Linked DNA regions of Ovis aries: region 1 is linked to region 2. A link is a contact called in public Hi-C data. All regions are on one chromosome and are shown on one strand. The core of a region is the stretch at or near the end of the contact, and the rest is flanking DNA. Distances in the headings are between cores, read along the strand shown.

What was found. A called contact is a pair of places that touch in the nucleus more often than the background predicts.
Region 1: a Hi-C map of muscle shows a contact between it and region 2, with 5 times the contacts expected there. The contact joins the promoter of ACY1 here to the promoter of GLYCTK in region 2. A contact is called at or near these places in 2 of 16 Hi-C or Micro-C datasets (blood and muscle).

Annotation. Positions count from the first base shown.
Region 1 is chr19:49,021,368-49,028,066 of ARS-UI_Ramb_v3.0, forward strand. ACY1 (aminoacylase 1) reads right to left here and starts at 4,756. Exons shown (of 15, transcript XM_042236140.2): 1 at 4,690-4,756; 2 at 4,198-4,352; 3 at 3,305-3,369; 4 at 3,109-3,213; 5 at 2,703-2,797; 6 at 2,368-2,444; 7 at 2,192-2,281; 8 at 2,035-2,091; 9 at 1,617-1,690; 10 at 1,482-1,531; 11 at 1,215-1,359; 12 at 1,065-1,133; 13 at 401-480; 14 at 218-278; 1 more. The coding sequence starts at 4,291.
Region 2 is chr19:48,675,148-48,681,833 of ARS-UI_Ramb_v3.0, forward strand. It overlaps GLYCTK (glycerate kinase), which reads right to left and starts at 1,872. Exons shown (of 5, transcript XM_042236126.2): 1 at 722-1,872.

The DNA.
Region 1 (6,699 bases), core at 3,506-6,005, 350 kb after region 2:
GCCAGGGCAGGCAGCAGCCGAGTATATATGTCTATCCCGCGGAGGAATACAGACTCGTGCAGCCGTTCATCGTGGTCATGGAGCAGTATGGGTGTGCGGTTCATGGGTGAGAAGCCCAGAGCCGGGACCCCTACCTGCAGGGAATGAGGGGAGCTATTAGGGGGAAGGCCAGCACCCAGGAACCACTCCAGTGCCCACCCTCCTGCGAGTGGCTCACCGCGCGAAGATAGCGGCTGTCCGTGGCAGCGGGGAAGATCTCTGGCTCCAGAGTGAGGTTCCTGTAGAGGGTGAATGTGAGTGTTCCTGGTCAATGTGAAGCAGGGAGGGCAAGGGAAGGATTGGAGGAGCAAAGGAAGGTGGAAGAGGGGAAGGGGAGAGGAGGGCTGGCCAGCATGCTCACATGTCTCTGCAGGCCCCGCTAAACGCTGCCCACCAAGGGTCTGAGTCATCAGTAGGTGTCACTTGGGGCTCTGTCCACTTCTGTGGGGAGAAGGATGGCAGGATTAGGACAGTCTGGGCATCTTGCCCTATTCATATGAGTATGAATATGCTGTGCCTGGCACAGGACACACCCCTACCCACCTACCCAGACATCCAGCTGGCCAGTCCAGCAATGGGCCCTTTTTCAGTCCTTCAAAGGCCACAGGCCAAGGACCTCTGTCCTCCACTTCCCATCCGTCCTCAGATCTTAGCCCAAGTGCCCCTTGCTCAAGAAGGTGGTCCCAGACCTCATTCTGGTTAAAGACTCCAGTTACAAGTCCACACAGTACAAGGTCCCACTCTTTCCTGGATCACATGTGTTCATACTTGTATAAATAATTATTTGACTCATGTCTATTCCTCTCTTCATGCTGTAAGAACTGAGGGCAAAAAGTGTTTAATTCCATCCCCAGTGTTCCCCAGCACCCACAGTGGCCTCTACAACTAATGCTTGTTGGTTAATAAAACTCTCACAGCTAAAGAAATGTCAGGATGTATGCAGGCATACCAAGTATACAGCAACGCAGCAAACCCAGTCTCCCCAGCTCCTATGACTCCCCCATCGTAGGCGCCCCTGTCCATACCTGAGCAAACTCGAAGGTGACCCCCTCGCCAGCTTCCTGGCACCAGTCCTGCAGCTGCCCCTCGAAAGCCTAAGAGAAGGGAGGTGAGCTGACCCCGAGGACTGGGCTGAGGATCCAGGCTCCCTCCTCCAACCCAGGTGGAGGTGGCACCTTCAGGTCCACATCCGGGGCCACGCGGAAGTCAAAGCTGGCACTCATGGTGGCAGGTACCACGTTATAAGCCACGCCGCCCTCTAGGATAGTCAGGTTCACGGAGGTCACAGCCCCCTCCTTCAGTTGAGGGTCTGACTGCAGCCTGTGGTGAGGGGGCAGGGGCAGCCGGCAGCAAGGAGGAGGAACAGATAAAAAGATGGCTCAACCCACCTCCTCCCTTGCATGCCCTCCCAGAGCCCCGTGCCCTTTTCCAGGCTGCCTCACCTCTGCCTCTCCTTCTCCCGAAAAGCCAGGATGGAGCTCACAACCTTGTGCTAGGAGAGTGTGAGGTGACATGTGACAGGGGCCCCAGGACAGAGCCTCAGGAACCCCCACACTCCCTCCCCATGGGCCACACACCAGCTTCTCTGCTGCTGTGTCCTCGATGAATCGCGAGCCGTGGCCCGGCTTCCCAGTGCTGGTGACCCGCACCCCTGGGAGAGGCAGGGGGAAGGGGGTGGCTTCAGAATGGGACAGGTTGGAAAAGCAACCAGCCCCAAGATGGGCCCATGGCCTTCCCCTCCTTCCAAACTCCTCAGGCAGGGCTCTGCCACCCTCAGAATGCACAGGGTAGAGCTGGTTTCTGCCCACAGTTAGGGCCTCCACTCAAGCTAAGGAAAGACACGCCGGGGTAGGAAGGGGCTGGGAGGCAGAGGCCCTGGGTTCAAGGCCTACTCAGGCGCCAACGTGCTGGGGAGCCCTGGGCGGATGGACCCCATCCCTTCTGGCCTAGCCTCCCATCTGCACAGTGATCCCCACCCTCCAAGTGCATACTCACACCAGGGACTCCGCTCACTGTAAAAGACAGTGAAGGCGTCAGTGGGGTTGGCCAGGCCTGAGGAGGAAAAGGCGGTTCAGAGGGTGGAGTGGCCCAGCCTCCACTAGCAGCCTCCCTAACCTCTGCTGGCTGCCCAGTGGCCTGCCACCCTGCTCACCCTCATCCAGGGCGAAGCCAGCCCTCAGGGCCTGGAACTCAGGCCGCTTCACAAACAGCTCCATGCCTTGATGACCCCCAATCTCCTCATCTGTAAAGGCAGCAAGAATGTGAGACAGGGTGGGCCCCAACACACTCTCCCTGCCCCTGAAGGTGGCCCCCACCAGCCACTCCTACCTGGCACAAAGGTCAAGTGGATGGTTCTGGGGAAACGGTGGCCTTCAGCCTTCAGCCTCCTCACAGCCTCCAGGTATCTGAGGGGCAGGGAGAGGGTGTAAGCTGGGTGCTGGGGGGAGCCCTGAGATGCTTGAGCAGGCAGGCTGGAGCCTTGGGCCCTGCTCCGCCACAGCCTAGCAGGTGACTCCAGCAAGTCTCTGTCCCCATCTCCCCATCCAGGCAATGGTCACAGCAGGAATTCCTGCCCAAGGTAAGGGGTCAAGATGTTCCTTGGCCTTGAGGTTCCCCAGTCACGCCTGGGCCCTGCGAGGAAACCGGGAATGAAGGGCACTCACTGGATGCTGACACACTTCATGTCCTGGGCGCCCCTGCCATAGATGTAGCCGTCTGCATCCTTGAAGGCCTCAAAGGGATCGTGGCTCCAATACTCCTGGGGGCATGGGCAGGAAGGGGGACCCAAGCCCCAAATTAACCTACTTTGCCCAACTGTGGTCCCGCCCTGAAGAGGGCTGCTGACAGCCGTCATCCCTTATCTCTGCCTCCCACCTCCACCACCCCCAACCCACGCTGGCATGGAATGGCTACTGGGCAGAGGCTGCCAGAGTGGAGTAATGCTCTATGCAGTCAAGTTTGTGCCAGGACCAGCACTGTGGGCGCCCTGCAGTTGAACGGGAGGGTCTGTACTTTGCCCACAAGGGTTGCTCCATTGTGGGACACTGTGTTCCCACACCCCCAAGACACCTGGAAGACAGGAACCACATCCGTATGGGAGTTGAGCAAGACGGAGGAGAGTTTGGGGTTGGTGCCTGGCCAGGTTAACACGGTCACTACACGGCCAGGTGCCACCTAGAGAGGGCCAGGAGGAGGGGTCGTCAGTGCAGGGCGAGAAGCTGCTTCAGGTCCGCCTCCCCGTTCCCATGCAGCGCCGCACGCTCACCTCCACTTTCTGACAGCCCAGGCCCAGCTGGAGGGCTCTCTCTTCAAAGAAGGCCACAGCTGCCCCTGGGGACACAGAGAGCCTGGCTGCCACTTCTGCCTCCCCACCCAGCCTCACCTCCCACGGGCTCAGGCAGAGATGGGGCGGACATCCAGAGAGGGGAGCAGACACCCGCCTCCACACAATTCCTCATCCATAAGAGACCTTTGCATCTCGGTCCCCAAGGAAGATGTTTCTTGGCCAGTGACCCTTTGTGGAAGGCCAGGTGGCAAGTCCAGAGTGAGAAGCAGGTGTCATCGTTACCCTCCTTAAAGATGAGAAAACTGGGACTTTCCTGGTGGTCCAGTGGTTAAGACTCCAGGCTCCCAATGCAGGGGGCACGGGTTCCATCCCTGGTAGGGGAACTAGATCCCCACATGCTGCAATGAAAGCTCCCACACATACCAAGTAAGACCTGGCACAGCTAAATAAATACTTTTTTTTTTTTTTTAATTTGGGGAAACTGACTCAGAGACACAAGGCTCACCAGTTGGGATTTGGACTGGACCTAGGTACACAGTTCTCTGGCACCAAGCCTGATTCCTTAAGGGCTGTGGCCTTTGTTCAACCCCAGGAGACTTCCGGGAGCCTCTGCTTCCCCTCCCCAGCCGCAAGTCCTGGGGAGTGAGGGGGAAGATTTCCTTATCTAAACGCCCGGTTGTAACTTTTGGAGCAGCACAGACTGGAGGGGCTGCTGAGAAGTCTGTTGGCCCAGGGAACGACTTAGAGCAGCGGAGGAGCCATCTGAGGCAGCAGATTAGGCTCAGCTGGGTGGCAGAGGTTGCTGCCTGGTTTAGAGCACAGTCCCCGCCCCCGAAGCCCCGCCACACATCCTGAAACCGCCGCGTTCTCACCATAGTCCGGCTCGGGCTGGAGGGTGCGGATGCGCAGGTACTGACGGAAGAGCGTCACGGATGGGTGCTCGCCCTCGCTACCCTCGCTGGCCATGGCGCTGCCCTGCCGTGGTGAGCTGGGGGCAAATCGAGTGGCTGGCTACTCCTCCCCGCACCTGGCGCAGGTGGACTCCATCTGCACGCCGCCCCTCCCCAGGGCGGTTCCCCGGGCGTCCCCCGTTACAGAGCCCCCATTCTGTTTCAGGCGCTGTGCTGACCACTTTCAGCACAGCTCCTTATTTAATCCCCCAAGGAGCCCCATGAAGTTCGTGCCTCTGAATGCATACATTACAGAGGAAAACGCAAAGAAGCTGAGACAGCTAGAAAGTAACTGAGCCACGTTTGAACCCACAAGTTGACTCCCGCCGCCCTTCCCCAAAAGAAATTTCCCCATTGCCTGGATTTCACTTCAGGGAGCTCCAGATCCCGCTACCCCTCACCAAGGCCCCCCACCTCGCTCTCAGCTGGTCTTGGCCCGCGCTCGCCGCTTGGCGTCCGCCCTGGACTCTGGGCGGGACTCGGGGTCCTGTGAGGTCTCAGGATCAAAACTGCCCTGGTCCGCCCACCACGTGGCCGGACCTCGCAGGGCGGAACCGAAGCCTGCGAATCAGGACCGTCCCAGACTCTAAAGCCCAGTCGGCGAGGGCGTCCCCGCCCGCCAGTGGTTGCAGCCTCCACCAGTTACCTGAGGCTGGGATTCAGGAGCCCGCCCAGGGGCAGCTGCCTCTGCCACCAGCTCCGCCCCGCACCCTGAGGCGAGCTCCTGGCTGACCCCGCCCCCGCAGGCCCAGTCCCGCCCAGCAGGGCACGCCCCCGGCCCCGCCCTTGGTTCTGGATAGCCCGCCCCACCTCCTGCAACCTCCCGATTGGGCGAGAAAAGAAGAGGGCGGGCACCGACTGGAAAAGTCGCCGCTGCCCGCTTGGGCGCCCCCTCGCTCTCAGGGTTCAGTCCCGCTAAATCCTGCTGGAGCTGGTCCCCACCTGCTCCACCACCCCCACCCGCGAGTCTCTACTTCTCCCCTTTTCACGCTTCAACTACTTAGGGACGGCCTCCCTGACGGCTTCCACGCTCCCTGTGTTGAGAGGTTTACTGGTTAACAATCTGTGAGAGCCAGGAGGCTGGTCCAGGTACCCTCAGGATCTTGTTCCTGGCAGGGCACGGAGCAGACGGACGGCGTGCCAGGCACGGAGAAGTGAACGGATGAGCGCCTGTGTGATCGCGCCGCTGTGTGGGCAAAGCTGTGTGTCAGTGGGTGACTGTGTATGACCACGTGAGTGTGAGATGGATGTGACAGATGGCACGCTGAGAGGATGTAATCGTGACGCTGTAGACAGAAGGAGAGATAGGAGACTGCACAGAAGCATACGTGTGGCACGTTCTTTGCTGATCCTGGGCCAGGTTCCTTGGCTCCTCTGCAGCCACCGGAGAAGGACGATAAGAGGCACAGGTGTCCCACTGGCCACCCACAGGCTGCACACAGTTATAGCTGCCCATTTGTGTGCCCGGCTGTCCTCTGTACTCTCAGCCAGTTCTACCCTCTGTTCCAGAGGGTGACTCAGCTTGGGGAGGGGCGGGGTTGAAGACTTCAACCTCTGGGCACAGGGGAGGCAGGCTAGGAAGGTAGGGTAAGGTCCATCCAACCCTTCTGGGGTTTAAGTTCAGCTGCTGACCCACATATTCCCAGACAGAAGCAGGCTTGCTGGTTCACCAGCAATGCTATTGTTGGCATGTTGATTATTTTGAATTAAAGTCACTTAAGAAATGTCCGATGCAGGAGGGACATTCTGACCCTCCTCTCTGTCTCCCTGAAAGCAGGAAAGAAATCTCTGTGAAAGGCACACTCGTTGAATCTGGAGATAGGACACCCTTATCTCCAGGGATAGGGAATGCAGGCGGAGAAGCCTCTATAAACCAGCTTTGTTACTTCTTTTAATTTACTACCCCCAAGCCCAAACTCTGTTTGTTAATAGATTCTTTACTAATTGAGCGTCCAAAATATGTTTTTGTCCTGTCAAGTCCTCACAAATTTATTCTTTGTCTAAAAAGTATAAAAGCTGCCTGCTTTGGTCACTTCTTAGGTCTCATTTCTATGAGACCTCCTTGCACACAACTAAAATTTCTTTTTCTCCTGTTAATCTGTTTTGTGTCAGTTTTATTGTTAGTCCAGCCAAGAACTCAAGATGGGGAGAGGGGGAAATTTCCCCCTCCCCAATACTATGTTACAAGATAAACCACATTTGCCATCCCCTCCTCTACACATCCTGCCCCTTTTGGCCATGGAACCTACATCCTGATTCACTCATCTCAGCCACCAGACCCTGGATTTCCCATCAATCCCAGTGATCATTTAGCAGGAGTAATGACCCCTCTCAATGACAGTCCCACCTGCCGGCCCTGTGTGGCCAAGTGCTCTGCTTACCCAGACTCATTCAATCCTAAAACCAAGTGCTCTGCTTACCCAG
Region 2 (6,686 bases), core at 622-3,121:
ACATGCCTTTTGCTCTAACATAACAAATCTTGGATCACACCACCCATAGGGGTGAGAGCCGGGTGGCTGGGGCAGGCTTCTACCGCTGAGGCCAAATAGTCATGTTCCCCACCGGGCACGGTAAAAGCCAAAGAAGACTTGAAGTGAGGGTCAAGAGGTTGCGGAGTAGTTTAGGAACAATAAAGTGCTAAAGAGCTCATCTCTGACAAGGCATTACTTTAATAAATTATAAATTTATTTTATAGTTATAAATTAATAAGTGCCCACCATACATGCTGACTGCAGCAGCAAGTGTGGATGGAGCAGGAGAGTCAGTCTCCAGCTCTACCACAGGGACAGCTCCATTTCTCTCACTGGGTCTCCTGTGCAAAATAAGAGGTGAGATGATACATCCCTGGGCTCTGTGAAGCTGTCCATTATTAACACTGAAAACCTCGACTGCAAACATCACTTTATCCTACACCAAAAAAAAAAACACAACAACACAACCACCTGGCAGCGTCCAGCCTCGGATCACGTAGCCTGCATGGAGCTCAACTTTCCCATTAAGAGAAGACAAACCGTTCCCGACTCCAGCTGTGAACGGGGAAACACAGAGGGAGCTGCCATGGGGATTGAAAACAGGCCCAGCAATTGCTAAGGCTGGCCAATGAGCGCTACCCATAAAAGTGGCTTGGCATGTAGCAATAGCTGATTTTAACGGTCTGGACGAAATCTGTACCTGTTTCCCCGATAGATACAGGCCTGCTGCTGCAGCTAAATCTCTTCAGTCGTGTCCGACTCCGTGTGACCCCATAGATGGCAGGCCACCAGGCTCCCCCATCCCTGGGATTCTCTAGGCAAGAATACTGGAGTGGGTTGCCATTTTCTTCTCCAATACATGAAAGCGAAAAGTCAAAGTGAAGTTGCTCAGTCGTGTCCGACTCTTCACAACCCCATAGACTGTAGCCTACCAGGCTCCTCCGTCCATGGGATTTTCCAGGCAAGAGTACTGGAGTGGGGTGCCATTGCCTTCTCCAAAATACAGGCCTGCTGCTGCTGCTGCTGCTGCTGCTAAGTCACTTCAGTCGTGACCGACTCTGTGCGACCCCAGAGACGGCAGCCCACCAGGCTGCCCCGTCCCTGGGATTCTCCAGGCAAGAACGCTGGAGTGGGTTGCCATGCCTAGAGAATGCCAATTAGATATCAGAACCCAAGGCACGGGGTGCCCAAGACTGAGACGGCCAGAAAAAATACAGAAACTTCAATTTCAGATAAATTAGGAATTGTTAAAAACTAAATATGTTCCGTACAATATTTGGGACATATCTATACCACTGACTCGATGGACGTGAGTCTGAGTGAACTCCAGGAGTTGGTGCTGGACAAGAAGGCCTGGCGTGCCACGATTCATGGAGTCGCAAAGAGTCGGACACGACTGAGCGACTGAACTGAACTGAACTGATACTAAAAAAGTATTTGTTTATCTAGTTAAAATTCAAGTTTAACTACACCCCCTGCATTTTTATTTGCCAAATCCAACAACTCCACTTGGAACACCGCCTCTCCTAAACTACCCTGAGCTCCAGAAAGTCGTAAATACAAAGCCGACCCGCCTTGACACCTCCCCGCCACCAAGCGGGGCTCTAGCCCTCTCCCCGCCTTCGCCTGCCTGCCCGGCGCCGGAAGTGACGTCACCCGCAGGCCAAGGCTCCAGGCTTTCCTCAGGGAAATGGCTGTCGCGTAATGTCCGAGAAAATAAGAGCCCGCTGCTGCCTGGGCCCGCTGCCCCTGAGCCAATGGCCCTGTGACTCTGCAGGCCCTCACGGCACCAACCTACCGCCTAACCACTCGGCGACCCGAGGTCCAGCCCCAGGACCGGAAGTGCTCTATGGGGGCGGAGCAGGATCCGGAAGTGTGGGGGCGGATTGAGGAGCCGTTGTCGAGGGGCGGAGCGAGCGGGAACCAGAGCCGGAGCTGGTCTTGGCTCCGCCCTGCCCTCCAAGAGGCTTGGATGCTGTCACCTTCAGGCCTCAGTGTCTTCTTCTCTACAGTGGGATAATAATCGCCACCTCGCCGCTTGGTATAATCCGCCCACTCCTTTATTCTGTACGATTCAATCAGTCGCACAGAGTTTCCAACTTCCTGTTAGGTGCTGGGCATTGGACAAAGCAAATGGACTGAGAATCACTACTTACCCGCAGCTGACTCCTGGAGCCAGATGTAATCATCCCCGCCACCAATGTACTTCCACAAGGCATTCGTATTCCCCGCCTTCTTCCTCGAGCTACCAAATCACAGCTCTGATTCAGCAAGAGAGTTCCAGAATCAGCAAGAGAGCGATTCTGGAACACACAAAGGGCATGTGAACACGAATGACCCTAGGCCTCCCGCCCTGTCCCAGCTCTCACCCTGGACCCGGCTTGATAGTGGTATCTCGGTACACTCAAAAGACGAGTCCTGACCAGGCTCAAGGACACGGAAGAACACATTGTTTTTACCGATGTTTTCTTGAGATCACAAATTATACAACAGAGTTCTTAAAAGTCTTAAAACATATTTCTTCCCACCTGCTCTTTTCTGCACATCTCTCTTTCCCTCTCCAAACCATGCTCTGCTCTTTTCAAGAAGTCTTCCTCCCCCTCTTCCTAGCTATCTCCCTGGGGTTTTCTTTCCTTTATAATAGAGGACCTTTTGTGCGTGAGTGCGTGCTAAGTCACTTCAGTCGTGTCCGACTCTTTGCAACCCTATGGACTGCAGCTTCCAGGCTTCTCTGTCCATGGGATTCTCCAGGCAAGAATTCTGGAGTGGGTTGTTATGCCCTCCTCCAGGGGATCGTCCCAACCCAGGAATCCAACCTGCTTCTCTTATGTCTCCTGTATTGGCAGGCAGGTTCTCCCAGATCTTCACCACCTCATCATCACAACATAGGCAACTTCAAGATTTGCTCTTTTTAGATGTAAGGAAATTGTACTTAAAATTTAAGTTTTTCCTTGCTTGCAGTAAGCTGTCTTCATCCATCCATGTGTTTATTCAGTTCCTGAGTGCCCTCTGTGTGAGCCAAATGCTCTAGCTGCTGGGATGAATAAGCTGTGGTACTTTAGTTTGGAAACTTGCTCTGCTTTTATAATTACATTCCCTCATTTTCGGGGAGGTGGGGAAATGTAAATTTGAGCATCTCTTGTTATTCAGTGCCAGAGACCGATAAACAGACATCACTTGCTGTGCTTTTCTGTCAGACTGTCAGCAGGAGACTAATTATATCCATTTTTAAAATCCCCATCCCACCCCCACTACTCACAAGATGCATTTAACTGTGAGATTCATTTAACTGTCCACTGGACTGTGAGCTCCTGGAAAGTGGTGAAAGTGAAAGTTGCTCACTCATCTCCGACTGTTTGCGACCCCATGGACTACACAATCCATGGAATCCTCTAGGCCAGAATACTGGAGTGGGTAACCTTTCCCTTCTCCAGGGGATCTTCCCAGCTGAGGGACTGAACCCAGGTCTCCCACATTGCAGGTGGATTCTTTACTGACTGAGCCACTAGGGAAGCCCAAGAATACTAGAGTGAGTAGCCTATCCCTTCTCCAGCAGATCTTCCCGGCCCAGGAATCAAACTGTGGTCTCTTGCATTGCAGGCACATTCTTTACCAACTGAGCTATGAGGGAAGCCCAGGAAAGTGGTAACTTGATCTAATTAACATTTGCATTTCCACTCCCATACATAAGACCAGACACATAGACAAGCTGACACTTTTATTTCTTCTTCTTTTTTCAATGAATAAACAATGGGAATTCCCTGGCGGTCCAGGGGTTAGGACTGGGCACTTTTACTTCCGGGGCCAGGTTTGTCCCTGGTAGGGACACTAGGCTCCTGCAAGCCACGTGGCACAACCAAAAAAAGAAACGAATAAGAAAACAGTGAAATTCTCAGCTACAAAGTACTGCAGACCCTATTGTGGAAAAGATTTCACAAAAGGGAAAGGGATGATGGTGAGTGGAAGTAAAAGACTTCATGAGGCAGTAGGATTTGGGTCTAAGAAAACAATCAGGCTCATCAGAATGCTTAAATATACCTTGTTAGTCGGCATGAATATGTCCACAGTCTTAAATACACTTGGCAATAAGTATCAGTGTCAAAATGTGCCAAGCAATTGTAATCCAAGGAAATGATTGGTGATGGGGACAAAGATGGTGTAAGGAAGGAAAAGGCTTTTTCCTCTAACCTCTTAGGTTCGTTGACCGAGGCCCTACAGATTAAACCGACAAATGACAGGTTAACAACAGAAAAAGGTTTATTTCATATGGATGGGAGGAACTTCACAGAAATAACATGAAAACTCCCAAAAAGCCATTAGGCCTGAGAGCTTATATATCATTTCTTAACAGGGAGTGATAAATTTTGGAGACGTAGCAAGACAAAAAGTGTTTGAGCTTCTCAGGGTAATAAATCATGGGAAAGTAAATATAAGGGGGAAACTAATGGAAGATAAGGATTGCTAAAGTAATGTATGTTTGTGAAGATTCATCTCAGTGTTGGCTCCCCATCTCCAAGTATGGGGGCGTTGCCTTTCTCGTGAAACTGAGCCCCTCCAAAGTACATTCCCTTACCGAGTTTGTGGTTAACCTCTCTATCCAAAACTTTATTCCTTTTCTTGACCCATTTGACCACAATCCTTTTGTGAAATGAAGCACTTCTTGCCATATCGGTGGGCAAGAAGTGTCACAGCCATCAGCGATTTCTGGCCTCCAAATGTGAATAAGGGCTCCCAAAAGGGAACACAATGCCTTCAGTCCAGCAAGTGACTCGAACCTCCACAGTGATTGCTGAGGTCAGTGAACAAGAAATTAAGTCTGTAAACTATCAAGAAACAGGATTTGGGGTCTTTCCTGGTGGCTCATCACTTCATGGCAAATAGATGGGGAAACAGTGGAAACAGTGGCTGACTGTTTTTCTGGGCTCCCAAATCACTGCAGATGGTGATTGCAGCCATGATATTAAAAGATGCTTACTCCTTGGAAGGATAGTTATGACCAACCTAGATAGCATATTAAAAAGTAGAGACATTACTTTGCCGACAAAGGTCCGTCTAGTCAAGGCTATGGTTTTTCCAGTAGTCATGTATGCATTTGAGAGTTGGACTATAAAGAAAGCTGAGCACCAAAGAATTCATGCTTTTGGACTGTGATGTTGGAGAAGACTCTTGAGAGTCCCTTGGACTGCAAGGAGAGCCAACCAGTCCATCCTAAAGGAGATCAGTTCTGAGTGTTCATTGGAAGGACTGATGTTGAAGCTGAGACTCCAATACTTTGGCCACCTGATGCAAAGAGCTGACTCATTTGAAAAGACCCTGACGCTGGGAAAGATTGAGGGCAGAAGGAGAAGGGGATAACAGAGGATGAGATGACTGGATGGCATCACCGACTCAATGGACATGGGTTTGGGTGGACTCCGGGAGTTGGTGCTGGACAGGGAGGCCTGGCATGCTGCGGTTCATGGGGTCGCAAAGAGTTGGACACGACTGAGCAACTGAACTGAACTGAACTGGTGCCTCAGTGCTAAAGAATCTGCCTGACAATGCTTGAGTTCAGTTTCCGATCCAGGAAGATCCCATGTACTGTGGAACAACTAAGCCCATGCGCCACAACTACTGAGCTGTGCTCTGTTGCCCAGAAGCCACAACTACTGAGCCTTCACGCTGCAGCTACTGGGGCCAAAGTGCCCTAGAGCCCGTGTTCTACAGTAAGAGAAACCGCCACAGTGAGAGGCCTGTGTACACCGAAGCTGGAGACCGGCCCCCTGCTCCCTTCAACCAGAGAAATGCCAGTGCAGCAACAAAGACCCAGCACTGCCTAAAGTAAATAAATAAAATTTAAAATATATATATTAAAATGAAAAACAGAATTTGGCCCCAGATAGCTGAGGCTTACATGAAAGGAATAAATTCAATAACCCCAGAGGCTTGCATCTTCCCGTACATAGAAGAACACTAAATATCTTTGCTTGATACCTGGTTTTCCTTACTACTTTACAATAATCTCTGATGTTCAGACCGCCTGCCCCTTTTGTTGCAAACTTATATATAACCTGACTCCCTCTCCTGCCTCCAAGCAGTTTTCTCAGGGGTATTGAGATGTTGTCTGCTGGGCTCGAAGTCCTTAACATTCCCTCCAAATAAGATAACTCTCTACTTTCAGGTTGTGACTTAACTTTGTAGTCAACATTTTGCTACTTGAACTCTAACCAGCCAGAGTCAGATGACTAAAATTGCTGTTGTTGATAATGTAATTGATGCACTAAAATTGCTGTTGGAGATATCATCATTAGTGTACAAACTCAGGCTGTTGCTCCAGGGTAAGATAAACTAACAGGCCCCAAGACATGAGCCATCTGACCAGAAAGGGGTAAACCAGAGAATTCATGGTTCCCAAAAATATGATTAAGAAATGTCACAGAAACGTGCCAAGATGATGACTAATCTCGGCTTCTTTGTTCCCTTTAAAAACACTCCCAGGGACTTCCCTGGTGGTCTGCACACCTGATACAGAAGTCCCTGTTCGATCCCTGATCAGGGAACTATAAATAGATCCCACAAACCAAAACTAAGAGTTTGAGTGCCACAGCTAAGACCCAGCGCAGCCAAATAAGTAAAATAAATATTAAAAAAAAATAAATATATGGGGGTTTCTCTGGTGTCTCAGT